Linked DNA regions of Xenopus laevis: region 1 is linked to region 2. The links are chromatin contacts, called in public Hi-C maps. All regions are on one chromosome and are shown on one strand. The core of a region is the stretch at or near the end of the contact, and the rest is flanking DNA. Distances in the headings are between cores, read along the strand shown. Region 1 has its middle 3.1 kb from the start of aadat.L. Region 2 overlaps LOC108698938 (polypeptide N-acetylgalactosaminyltransferase-like 6).

What was found. Hi-C and Micro-C count contacts between places; a contact is called where the count stands out from the background.
Region 1: a Hi-C map of the XL177 cell line shows a contact between it and region 2, with 5 times the contacts expected there. The contact joins two enhancer-like sites. A contact is called at or near these places in 2 of 4 Hi-C or Micro-C datasets (the XL177 cell line and the XTC cell line).

The regions. Positions count from the first base shown.
Region 1 is chr1L:52,660,120-52,666,167 of Xenopus_laevis_v10.1, reverse strand. It overlaps a transcript of aadat.L not described here. Among protein-coding and RNA genes, the nearest start is that of aadat.L, 3.1 kb to the left of the region's middle. Within about 2 kb of position 3,252, at least 1 of the 7 cell types and tissues checked has an H3K27ac peak or open chromatin away from gene starts, as enhancers often do.
Region 2 is chr1L:51,793,916-51,799,473 of Xenopus_laevis_v10.1, reverse strand. All of the region lies in intron 8 of LOC108698938 (polypeptide N-acetylgalactosaminyltransferase-like 6), which reads left to right. Among protein-coding and RNA genes, the nearest start is that of galnt7.L, 130 kb to the right of the region's middle. Within about 2 kb of position 3,808, at least 1 of the 7 cell types and tissues checked has an H3K27ac peak or open chromatin away from gene starts, as enhancers often do.

The DNA of each region.
Region 1 (6,048 bases), core at 2,003-4,502, 870 kb before region 2:
TTAAGTAAACGTTTTTATGAAAAAATCTTTAGAACAGTCTATCTATCCCCGCATATCACATACTACACTCTGCACTTTCTGCAGCACAGATCCTCTTATACCTGTACCTGTATGAAGCTCTGCTCTGCTCCGCTTCTTTGACTGTCTAGACTGCTCTGTTTCCTGTAGCAGTTCCCTGTAGTGGAGCACAGAGCTGGAGTGCAGATTTTTTGACCATGCCCATTTTTGTGGCCACACCCCCTAATTACCATGTTCATTTTACAAAATTTCTCAGGTTATGAAAGTTTGAACATATTTCTGTGTTTTTTTTCAGTTATTACAGTTTTGCTAATGAAGGTGAATTGCCCTTTAAGCTGTTAGTCTAACTTTTCCCAAGGGACCTGTTATCTTATATTGTTACAATTACTTATTTGCTTATCTAGATTGCTTATCTAGATACATTTGGGGGCAGATTCACTAAGGGTCGAATTTCGAAGTAAAAAATACTTCGAAATTCGACCCTCGAATTGAAATCCTTCGACTTCGAATATCGAAGTCGAAGGATTTAGCGCTAAACGTTCGTTCGTTCGATCGAAGGATTTTTCGTTCGATCGAACGATTAAATCCTTCGAATCGAACGATTCGAAGGATTTTAATCCAACGATCGAAGGAAAATCCTTCGATCAAAAAAAGTTTAGCAAGCCTATGGGGACCTTCCCCATAAGCTAACATTGACTTCGGTAGGTTTTATCTGCCGAAGTAGGGGGTCGAAGTTTTTTTTAAAGGGAAAGTACTTCGACTATCGAATGGTCGAATAGTCGAACGATTTTTCGTTCGAAACGTTCGAATCGAAGTCGAAGTAGCCCATTCGATGGTCGAAGTACCCAAAAAATACTTTCGAAATTCGAAGTATTTTTCATTCGAATCCTTCACTCGAGCTTAGTGAATCGGCCCCTTGAATTGTTACAAATGAGGGACTGCAGGTTGAGCTATCAAAAGAGGGACTGTCCCTCTAAAAACGAGACGGTTGGGAGGAATGCTGGTAGTTGCACTGCAGGGTTGCAAGTGCTGGACTTGTCTGAAGGTTCTTTTGTGTGAAGCATCCAAAGAGACTTTGGAGTGAGTATTCACAGATAAGGCTAGAACTCCACGACGCGTCTGGAGCTGACACATCGCTTTGCGTCAAAACTCGTGCGAAATCTCAGGTAATAACTACATTTATCCGACTGTCGGATGAAAATGCAGTGCTCTTGTGTCGGCTCCAGATGAGTTGTGGAGTTCTAGCCTTAAGTGACGGTGTCCTAAAGGAGAGCTTGAAAATTTCATAGACTGTGTTGTGGGACTGAGTTAACAGACTGTCCTTCTTTTAGGGCTGAATTCCACAGGCATTTTTCGACGGAATGGCGCACAGAGACGAAACGCAAGGTCAGATGTAGTCGCAGGCTTCAAAATATAGTGGGACTCAATGAAAAGTTGCAGGTAAAAACTACACGGTTAGCCTGTCCGATGAAGACGCTGCTTTCTGCGTTCACATACGACAGTCGTCTCCGTATCAGATGTAATGTAGTTTTTTCCTGCGACTTTTCGCTGAGTCCAATTACATTTTGTCATTGTGATTGCATGCGACCTGCTGCCTGTGTCTCGTAGCTGCGCACTGATCCGTCGCAAAAAAACCCGTGGAGCTGAGCCCTAACTTAGAGAGAGAGTTCACGCCTGCAAAGTTAGTTAGCAAGATCCCTATTGTTACATGTTGCTATTTGCGTTAGCTGCCCCTTTCATTTACTTTTAGATAAACAGTTATGCAGCAAATACTGTGTGTGCATTATTATTGTATCCTAGTGGAGCCACCCGTACGTGCATTCCCGGATCCCACTAGGTGGAGGCACTGCTCTAATAAGTACCAGGTACCCAGTCTCTCCCAATAACACTGCAGAGTTGCTCAGGTTTGTCTCGTGCCATCAGGTAAGCTCCACATGTGGAGTGTCCACCGACAGAAGGGGTGTTGAAAGGGTTACATATACATCTGGTATGTAGTGTAGCTGCATTTAAGTTTTGGTATTGAGAAATTAAAAAGTTTACATCTCCTTTAAAGGTCAGAGAAGAATGTTGTTTAATAATGATTGGTTTTGCAGTGCCATCTAGTGAATAATAAGGCTATGTACACATGGGCTAAAATACAGGGGGATTAAAGGAATATAAAAGTATAAGTAAAGATCAGGAGACACTTTTTCCAAGAAATGTAACCAAGCAGACAGGTTCCGGCCTATGAAAAATAGGGCCATTAATGAATAGTCAGTACCACCATATTGGATTTCCCTACATGTGGTGGCTTGGTAATTTTGATCATAATTGCATGTTTTAGAAAATGTATGCAAATGCTTAGGTTTAGGAATTCACTGAATAGACGTCCTATCAATTCACATACCATAACTTTGACACATTTTTATGTTTGAGTACTGAGATATTGTCAGTACCCAGATCCCTTCTTGATACTCTTCTAAAATTGAACCCGGGTGTAACTTTCCAAAACAAATTTAAATGCTTTTGAAAGACAGTTTACTTTTAATTCATTGTCTCTGAATAGCTCTCTGGTATGCTAAATAATGAAAAATTAAGCAGTAATGGTAAAGACATAGAAAACTTCATTATATAGAAAAGTTTCAATCTATTCAATAAACTGTCCATATTCTGGCTACTGGAGGGACATTCCATTGAATTTGTGACTGATAGCTTGTGTTCCCATGACATGGGTTTCGTCTTGGATCCTCGCCGCCCTTTAACCATCTCTCCCCTTTTACCAAGCACACAGCCAAACATTTCTTTAGTGGATTGAAAAGGCTGGAGACAAATTTTATTAAAACATAAATTAACAGTCAAACAGGGCGAGCCTGTGCATTTTGTCACCTGAGGCAGACTTCGTTTTACTGCCCCCCTCCCCACGGCACTCACTTTTCCAGACCAGGACAGGGTAGGGGGGGGTTGCACAGTTGCGCACTCTGCACTAGAAGAGCTGAATTTCCAGGTTGAAAACTGGAAATTCTGCTCTTAGTTACCAGGAGTGGCATTTTTGATGCCCCTGGTAACCAGGGGGGGCGCTATTGCCTGAGGTGAGTGCCTCGACTCGCCTCATTGGCGGAGCGTCCCTGCAATCAAAACATAAAATGGCGCCAATCCCCAACTGCTTTTCCTTCTTATCCCCTTCTGCACCCTCTAGCCAATCTCCTGCCTGACTACACTCTCCACAACCCCTTTCAACCTTCAACTTCCAGGCCCACTTTCCTAGCCCTGTCATGGCCCTATTCCTCCATTTCATTGTGGTCCTTAAGGGCCTTCTTTGAATAAGGTAAAGTTCCTGTAGCATTGTATTTCATGGCTCCTTTGTTGTGTTAATAGCCATTATATTGGTGCTTTTGTGTAGATCTATTCCTCCTTGATAAAGCTGGCCATACATATGGAGATTGAGGTGGGCGATATCGGGCTGATCCGATCGTGGGCCCTAAGTAGGGTCGGACTTGGGGACCTGCTGTCTCAAGGCCCCCCCAACCCCTGCCTCTACCACAATGCCCCCTCTAGGCCCCCTGCCGCAACAATCTCCAGTCCGCCTTCCTCTGGGCATGTACCTTATGTCTTCCGCGACCAGCCCAGGAGAGGGATGTTCAGGGCCGCAGTGACATGTTCAGGCAGGCAGCGGGTCTGGACCGGCAGGGCTGACCAGGTTTTTTCCTGGTGTCCCAGTTCGACCCTGGCCCTAGGGCCCAAAAATCGGATCATAATGAAGAGAAAATGGACTGATGTGGTCCTCGATCTAACTTTTTCTGTCAGCAGCTTATATCTGCCCATGTATGGGGGCCTTAAGTCCACATAGCACATTCAGAAGGAAGATCAGGTTTGGGCATTATGATGTTGCAATGAAGATTATTCAGTCTCCCATTATATCTTTAAAGGGGCCTGTCAACCAAAAAAATGATTCAAAATCCTATTTTATCACATTAGTCAAGCAAAATGAACTTTAACTACACTATATAAATTATTTGAATCTTGCTTCCTTCAGTCTGGGAATTAATAATTACAGCAAGCAGGCAGGAGGCATTTTGTGGACACTGTTAAGACAAGCCTTGCATCATCTCAGAATCTTGTTTGTGCACCAGAATGGGGGACCTGATGTCCATCCCCATGCCCTGGCTACACAATTAAATGGGGGAATGTGGGGGGGAATGTGGGGAGCGCAGTGACATCTAGGAGGTGCTGAATGGAAAGTGTAAGTGATTGTCTGGGCCGTCTCTGAGCAGCTGAGATTTTTAAATGAGCTTACAACAGCTATGAATGCTTTAATAAAAAATAGAAATTGAATTTCATGTTCATTTAATTTGAAAATATCTTTTATTATACAGATTTATGTGTCTGGCTGACAAGTCCACTTTAACATTATTTTTGTAAATATGAATCTTTCAGACTTACATATAACATCAAGAATAATGGTATAATAAACGAAGACACTAGGATTTCCACCTGTCCGGTTTTCACCTGGAAATCCTGGTGAACTCCCTGTCTGGATTTCAAAATTATGAAATCCAGACAGGATGTTAAAGTTAATGACATGGCAATCAGCCAATTGCTGATTGCCACGTCATCAGTCCAGGCCCCAATGTAATGAAGCTCACCTCCGGCATCACTGGCCCTGCCTCTGATGTCGCCCGCCCCTGCCAATAGTTGGGGAAACGAAAAGGTGGCAACCCTAAAAGACACTGTTTCCTCTGGTGTCCCTCTTCTCTAAAAATTCTGGCTGCATTAACGGCAAAACTTTCCTCTCCATTCCTCCTTTTTCTTCACAAACTACCTGCCCCTAACAATATGTATTTTTTTAATCAATAGGGCCAGGTGTGACTGATAATACACCTTCGCTAACATCCCCTTCTAAAGCTTCCAAGAAATTTACCCTATTAATTAAATTGTCATATTCAAAACCTGGATTACCAGTTATTATTTGTGTCATCATTGTGGCTATTCTGTCACATAATTCATATTTCTATTTCTATTTCATTTGCTTAATTTTCCTGGAGAAAGATACATTTAGGGGCATTTTTATTATGCTGTGTAAAAGGAAATTCGCTGAGAAAATGGTGTAAAAAGCTGTGGAATTGCGAGTTTATCAAGGTGTGCTTTATATTACGTTCAGATTTGCCGCCGTTATATTACTTTGCTTCCTGTAGAAGTTACAATGAAAAACAATGAAATTATACTGGTTTTTAAGCTGTTTTTTTACACAGCGAAGCCTGGTGATGTGCGGCGAATTATCCCACCGTTTTTTACGACATAATTGTATTAGGTCCGATTTTTCACCCACTTTATCAAAGGCAATATTTAATGCATGTTTATGTTCCTCTAGCTCCTTCTCTACATGCTGTATTCTCTCATCATTCACTTCTGTTACATGTTCACATAGTTTAGCCTTCTCAAGCAATGCCTCACCAGTTGTAATGGCATGCAACCTTAACTTACACATCTTTTCAATTGACTCTCTCAGAGAAGTCTCATACCTGTCAGCTTGTTTCTTAACATAATTATGCTTTTCCTTATAACAATATCTGCCGGTTTTAAATAAGAGAATAATTTCTGAATGATCATTCCTTCACATTTCTTTTCTTTCATTTTTTTTCAACATTTCATTGAATCCCATGAATGCTCCCCATTGATTTTTAATATAATTTATCAACCACATGCTGACATTTTCTCCCTTAGTGTTATTACCATCTGAAGCCATTTATGGAAAAAGTACTAACTTAACAAAAATATACAATATACTTACCAACCCTTTGAGGTTCACGGTCACCAATCTCCACACCACAATCTTAGGGGCCGATTCATCAAGGGTCGAATATCGACTAGGAACTAAAATCCTTCGACTTCGAATATCGAAGTCGAAGGATTTAGCGCAAATGCTACCATCGTACGATCGAAGGATTATTCCTTCGATCGAACAATTAAATCCTTCGAATCGAACGATTCGAAGGATTTAAATCCAACGATCGAAGGAATATCCTTCGATCAAAAAAACTTAGGCAAGCCTAT
Region 2 (5,558 bases), core at 2,559-5,058:
TGCGGCAAGCAAATGTATGGGGTTGATTGCATGGAAGGAACTACATGAAATAATAATTTAAGATAATGTGGACTTCATACAGTGCAGAATAGCGCCATTAAAATACAGTTCTAAAGATCACATTAAATAGTTCTGCCATACCTACCATCATGATTGTCTTTTTCTGGACTCTACATTATATCTTCACTCGCACAGCGCAGCGTGTTTTATATATTTATTTATGGGAACGCATGATTCAATACTTTCAGAGAGGCCCCTGAGAGCACCTTTCAAAGTGGAAATTGTAGCCGATAACCCATGAGGTTTGCTGTATCAGGTGGAACTCATTGATTACTCAGCATCCCTATCCATGGCACATGCTGAGTTTTTGTTTCAGATAAAATGTAACAATCCAGTTTGGCTGAAGAAACATGTTTCTGTCAAGACTTGAATTATTGCAGTTCAACATTTTTATCATTTCAATTTATGTAACTTCTTAGAAAGTGCATTTGAATTTCCCCCGTGCTATATCTGGAATGTGCCTTTGTCATTTAGTGTTGGCGTTTTCTGCTTAATTGTCTATGCTGTCTTTCATTATCATCCCCATAAATTGAAAACATTGTCTGCATGAATAAACAGGATGATAAGCGGCAATATAGAAATGTTTTGTGACTTCTTTTTTGAATTGCGCAGGGAAACATATTGTGTTGTGGGCTGCTGAAGCTGCAGAAACCTCCACTACAATTACCATGATTGTAAACTTAATTCATGATGTCAGGGCTTTATAGTATACACAGCCAAACATTAAAACCCACCGGGGAAGGAACTAAAGAAACCACAAAGGAAAACGTGTTGGGAAAAGGACAGTTCCATTGTGTGTCCCACCAAGACAGAAGAGCTGGCAGGGAAGCATTCAGCTTCTATCTAGATTACAGTAAATTGATCGGCAGGATAATCAAATTCCCTTGCACAACTGAGAGGCAGAATGTTTCCTGAGTTAATTGCTGACTGACATGTTGTGTTTTCAAACAAGACAAGAGGAAAGAAGAAGAAAGAATTTTTGACAAGAAATGATTGAATGTGAATCCTGCTTGGAACAGGGAGGGGGTAGAATGTATTAACAATTATGGGCCATACTCCTAAGGGAAATGGACAGGCTTGGTCCTATAATTCCCACTATTATGCTTGCGTGGTTTGCTGGGTACCTGGAGCTGCAATGGCTGCACATCACTCTCTAAAGGGTGGCAGGGGTCAAGCTAATAGGAAAAACAGTGCACATAACTGTTTGGATATAGGGTTGCCACCTTTTCTGGAAAAGAATACCAGCCTCCCTATATATTTATCTTTTTTCCCTATTAATAACATCAGGATCAACCATCATTTGTACCGGCCAGGCCGGTAAAATACCGGCCAGGTTTCAACCCTATTTGCATACAAGGATTTGAAAATAGAATTGCCTGGCAAGCACCAACACAGATGCAAAATTCTACCTGTGTGCCATTTCCCCTTAATGTTGCTGTTAAATGGTGGTTCACCTTTACATTAACTTTAAGTATGTTAAAGATTGGTCAAATCTAAGCAACTTTTCAATTGGTCTTCATTATTTGGTTTTTAAAGGTTTTTTTTTATTTTTTGTCTTTTTATTCTGACTCATTCCAGCTTTCAAATGGGGTCACTGACCCCCATCTAAAAACAAAGGCTCTATAAGGCTACACTTTTATTGTTATTGCTACTTTTTATTACTCACCTTTCCATTCAGGCCCTCTCCTATTCATATTCCAGTCCCTTATTCAAATCAATACATGGTTGCTAGGAGTAGTTTGGACCCTAGCAACCAGATGGCTGAAATTGCAAACTGGAGAGCTGCTCAATAAAAAGCAAAATAACTCGAAAACTACAAATAATAAAAAGTGAAAGCCAATTGCAAATTGTCTCAGAATATCACTCTCTACATCATGATAAAAGTTGAGTCAATGGTGCACAATCCCTTTAAAACCCAGTTATTCAAATGTATGTTTATTATTAAATGAACTATATTTTATACTTTTATGACATACAGTCCATTTTTTTTTCATTTAATGGGGACCGACCAAAATCAACAAAGACTTTAGCATCCAATTAAAGGGTGATAACGGCATTGCAGTATCATGATGGAGGCACAGAATTAGTGTAGGATACTGACCAGTTTACAGTGGAAGGGAGACAAAAGACACAGAGCTTTTATTGTGAGCACTGAATTTGGACAATAAACAGGCAATAAACCATAATAACCAGATTCTTAAGTTGCCCATCCTATACTGGTTTCTCTGATGCCTAGCCCTTTTTCCAGCCATGGTCCATAATGGCAGATATCTGTATGTTGCAATAAAGCTGGGCAGAATCAGATAGACTGGAGGCTCAGCCTAACATATCCTGATTTTCATTCGCCATATGACATGCTATATAATGATATTTCATATACAGTAGGTATACAAGAAAATTTTCTCTTGCTAACAACTGTACTTAGAAAACTTTGCATTATATATTTTACATACTGTATGCAAACATTACTCTTATCAGCTAGAGCAGTAGTACACTTGCTTTCTGGTGCTGATATGAGGCTATCTTGATATCTGGGATATGTATTAAAGTGCATAAAATATATCTTTTATCTGTGTATATTATTGAAGTTTTGCAAACAGTTTGGGATATGCTATGGTATGAGGGTATCTCCAACACTTCAACAATATATACAGATAAACTTTTACATATACAGATATGGGATCCGTTCTTTGGAAACCTTTTATCCAGAAAGCTCTGTATTACGGAAAGGCCGTCTGCCATAGACTCCATTTTATCTGAATAATCAACAGTTTTAAAAATGATTCTCTTTTTCTCTGTAATAATAAAACAATACCATGTGCTTGATCCAAACTAAGATATAACTATTCCTTATTGGAGGCAAAATCAATCTGTTGAGTTTATTTAATGTTTATGTGATTTTCTAGCATAAGTAAGGCATGAAGTTCCAAATTGCAGAAAGATCCATTATCCAGAAAACCCCAGGTCCCGAGAATTCTGGATAACAGGTCACATACCTGTATATATATTTTAGCACTTTAATACGTATATTTAGTACTAGAATCCAATGACTATTTTTGCTTATGATCATTCCCTTTCCTAACATGAACCCATATTCTGGCACTAGCCCCCATAATGACCTTTGGGAATGGCTGTCTATTGTAAAATGTCAGACCATCCATTGTTACTTACATCCTTTGCTTATTGGCTTTACAAATAGTAAACATTCTGTATTTCAATGTACTTTATTCAGATCATGTACAGAATAAGAATGAACATTGCAAGCTATACTGACTTTCCAACATTGCGACCTTCATGCTAGAACAGAAGAAGAACATAAGAAGATATGTATGGAATTGTCCTGATTAGAAGCTAACATAGGGAGTCCATCTGTTCCTTGACTAGATTGTCTCCTCAGCATTCTGTATGCTGATAATCCATCTGTCTCTAAAGCAGTATTTGTCTTTCAAGCATTCTTATACCTGCTGCAGCTTTATGTATCATGAAAGCTTCATACAGTGATGGAATCCTCTTAACTGTATGTATGACCATTGACAGTTTTCCTTTATACGGTTGATGTCCATGTATCTTGCCTATACGAGTACAGTCACAGGTTCAGAAGTAACCCTGAATTTAAGTATACTTTATTGTGAACAGGGTCGGACTGGGGGGCCCGGGGCCCACCGGGGCTGCTGCCCCATGGCCCCCTCCGACCCCCGTGCTGCTCCAGCGCAGCTCGTGTGTATGCATGCGCTGGCGCTTCGAGTGTGTGCGCATGCGCTGCCACGCAATGCTTTTCTGGCATTAAGAAGCCTTCGTATTATGGATGGGGGTGCGATTCTGGGTTGGCAGGGCCCACAAGAGACGGGCCCACCGGGTTTTTTCCCGGTGTCCCACCGGCCCAGTCCGACCCTGATTGGGAATACAATTCATATTTCCCTTTATTGTTGGTGGTATCATGTGCATTTCTGGATCACATTTTTAAACATGCATGTTGTAATCATGACAGAGACAACTTTGGTATTTGCCCAGCCCTAGCTAATTAACTACCCCCGCCCCTCCTCCAAAACCCCTTAATAACCTACACAACACTTGTGCCTTTGGATGAAAAGGCCACAGAACATTTTATTATAACAAGTGACATTTTAGTGTTCACACACTATGAACAATAATATCATGTCATAAACATAGCAAATCTTAACAAGTAATTTTGTATAACAAACAATTATCTCCTGAACAGGTCCAGACTGAGAATTAAAATAGGCCCTGGCATTTCAGGTACACAGAGGCCCAATCAGCCCAAATAGAGGCCCAAACAGCCCCCACCAGTCCACTAAATAGTGACTTTCAATGGGACCTTATAGCAGCCCCTCTGGCATTTGCCAGAACCAACAGATTGCCAGTCAGGTCCTGCTCCTGAACAACAATAACCTGTAACAACCCTATAACTGCACAACGCAACAGTACTGCCAGCTGCCATACTAGCCTGGAACTCACCTACTACCCAACCAAATTCACTTCCTGGGGTGTTTTGTTACCCCTGAGGTGCCAGGCCTTCCATGGACCCAATTAACCCTGCAACTCCCGTACTAACACACCTATTGGTTCCTGTACTCAACCACCCCACTCCGCTAAATGCAATAGGCCTAAAGGGGAGGGTGAGTGGGTGTTTTAGTGTGCTGCTAAATGGAGTGGAAAGCAGGAACCTACTAGACCCCTTCTTTTAAGACCGCCTACGTCACTTACCAGGACCCTCTCTTTGAACTACTTAATCCCGCACCTGCAACTAGGAGGTGCTTGGCTACCTACGGCTCTGTCATGCCCCTACTTCCCTATGCTACGCTGCATGTCATCGAGTTACTTTCTATATATATATATATCACCAATAAATCATATGGAACTTTAAAGAGATTAAACATCAGTTTCTGCTCCAGTGGAGCTTACAATATAAGGGGCAGATTTAGACAACGCTAATTCACTGGAATGCAGAGTTTTGTTGTGGGCGACGAACGATGGCGGCGTTTTACTAGCATTACTTCGGCAATGCGAGCAATTGAAAGTGAAGTTGCGCTAGTGTTCATTCCTGCCTATCGCAAATTTGCTAGAGGTCTTGCGCTCAGGTTACTTTGCATACGGCAGAAAATTTAAAGTTGAATGGACGTATTTGTTGCAGCAAATACATTACAATACACAAGTCCAGGGAACCCTAATAGAGAAAATAGAGTTGTTATAATGCCCTACACATGAGCCCACTGTATAGTTATATGCTAGAAAATGTATGGGGGAAGCAGGTTACCCAAAAATATTTTCAGGACTTTTGCAGGCTGTCACACAGAAGATTGAGGAAGATCTATGCACTCCAGCAGGCTTCACCTTGCCTGAGCTGGTGAAAGCAAGTCTGGCGAAAGAGGTAACGTTCAGTAAAATCCACATATTAGTGAATTTGCGCAGTTATGTCCATTCACCAGAGTGAAAATTCGCTTGGCACTAGAGTACAAATGACCGCTAGCGTCTGTCTC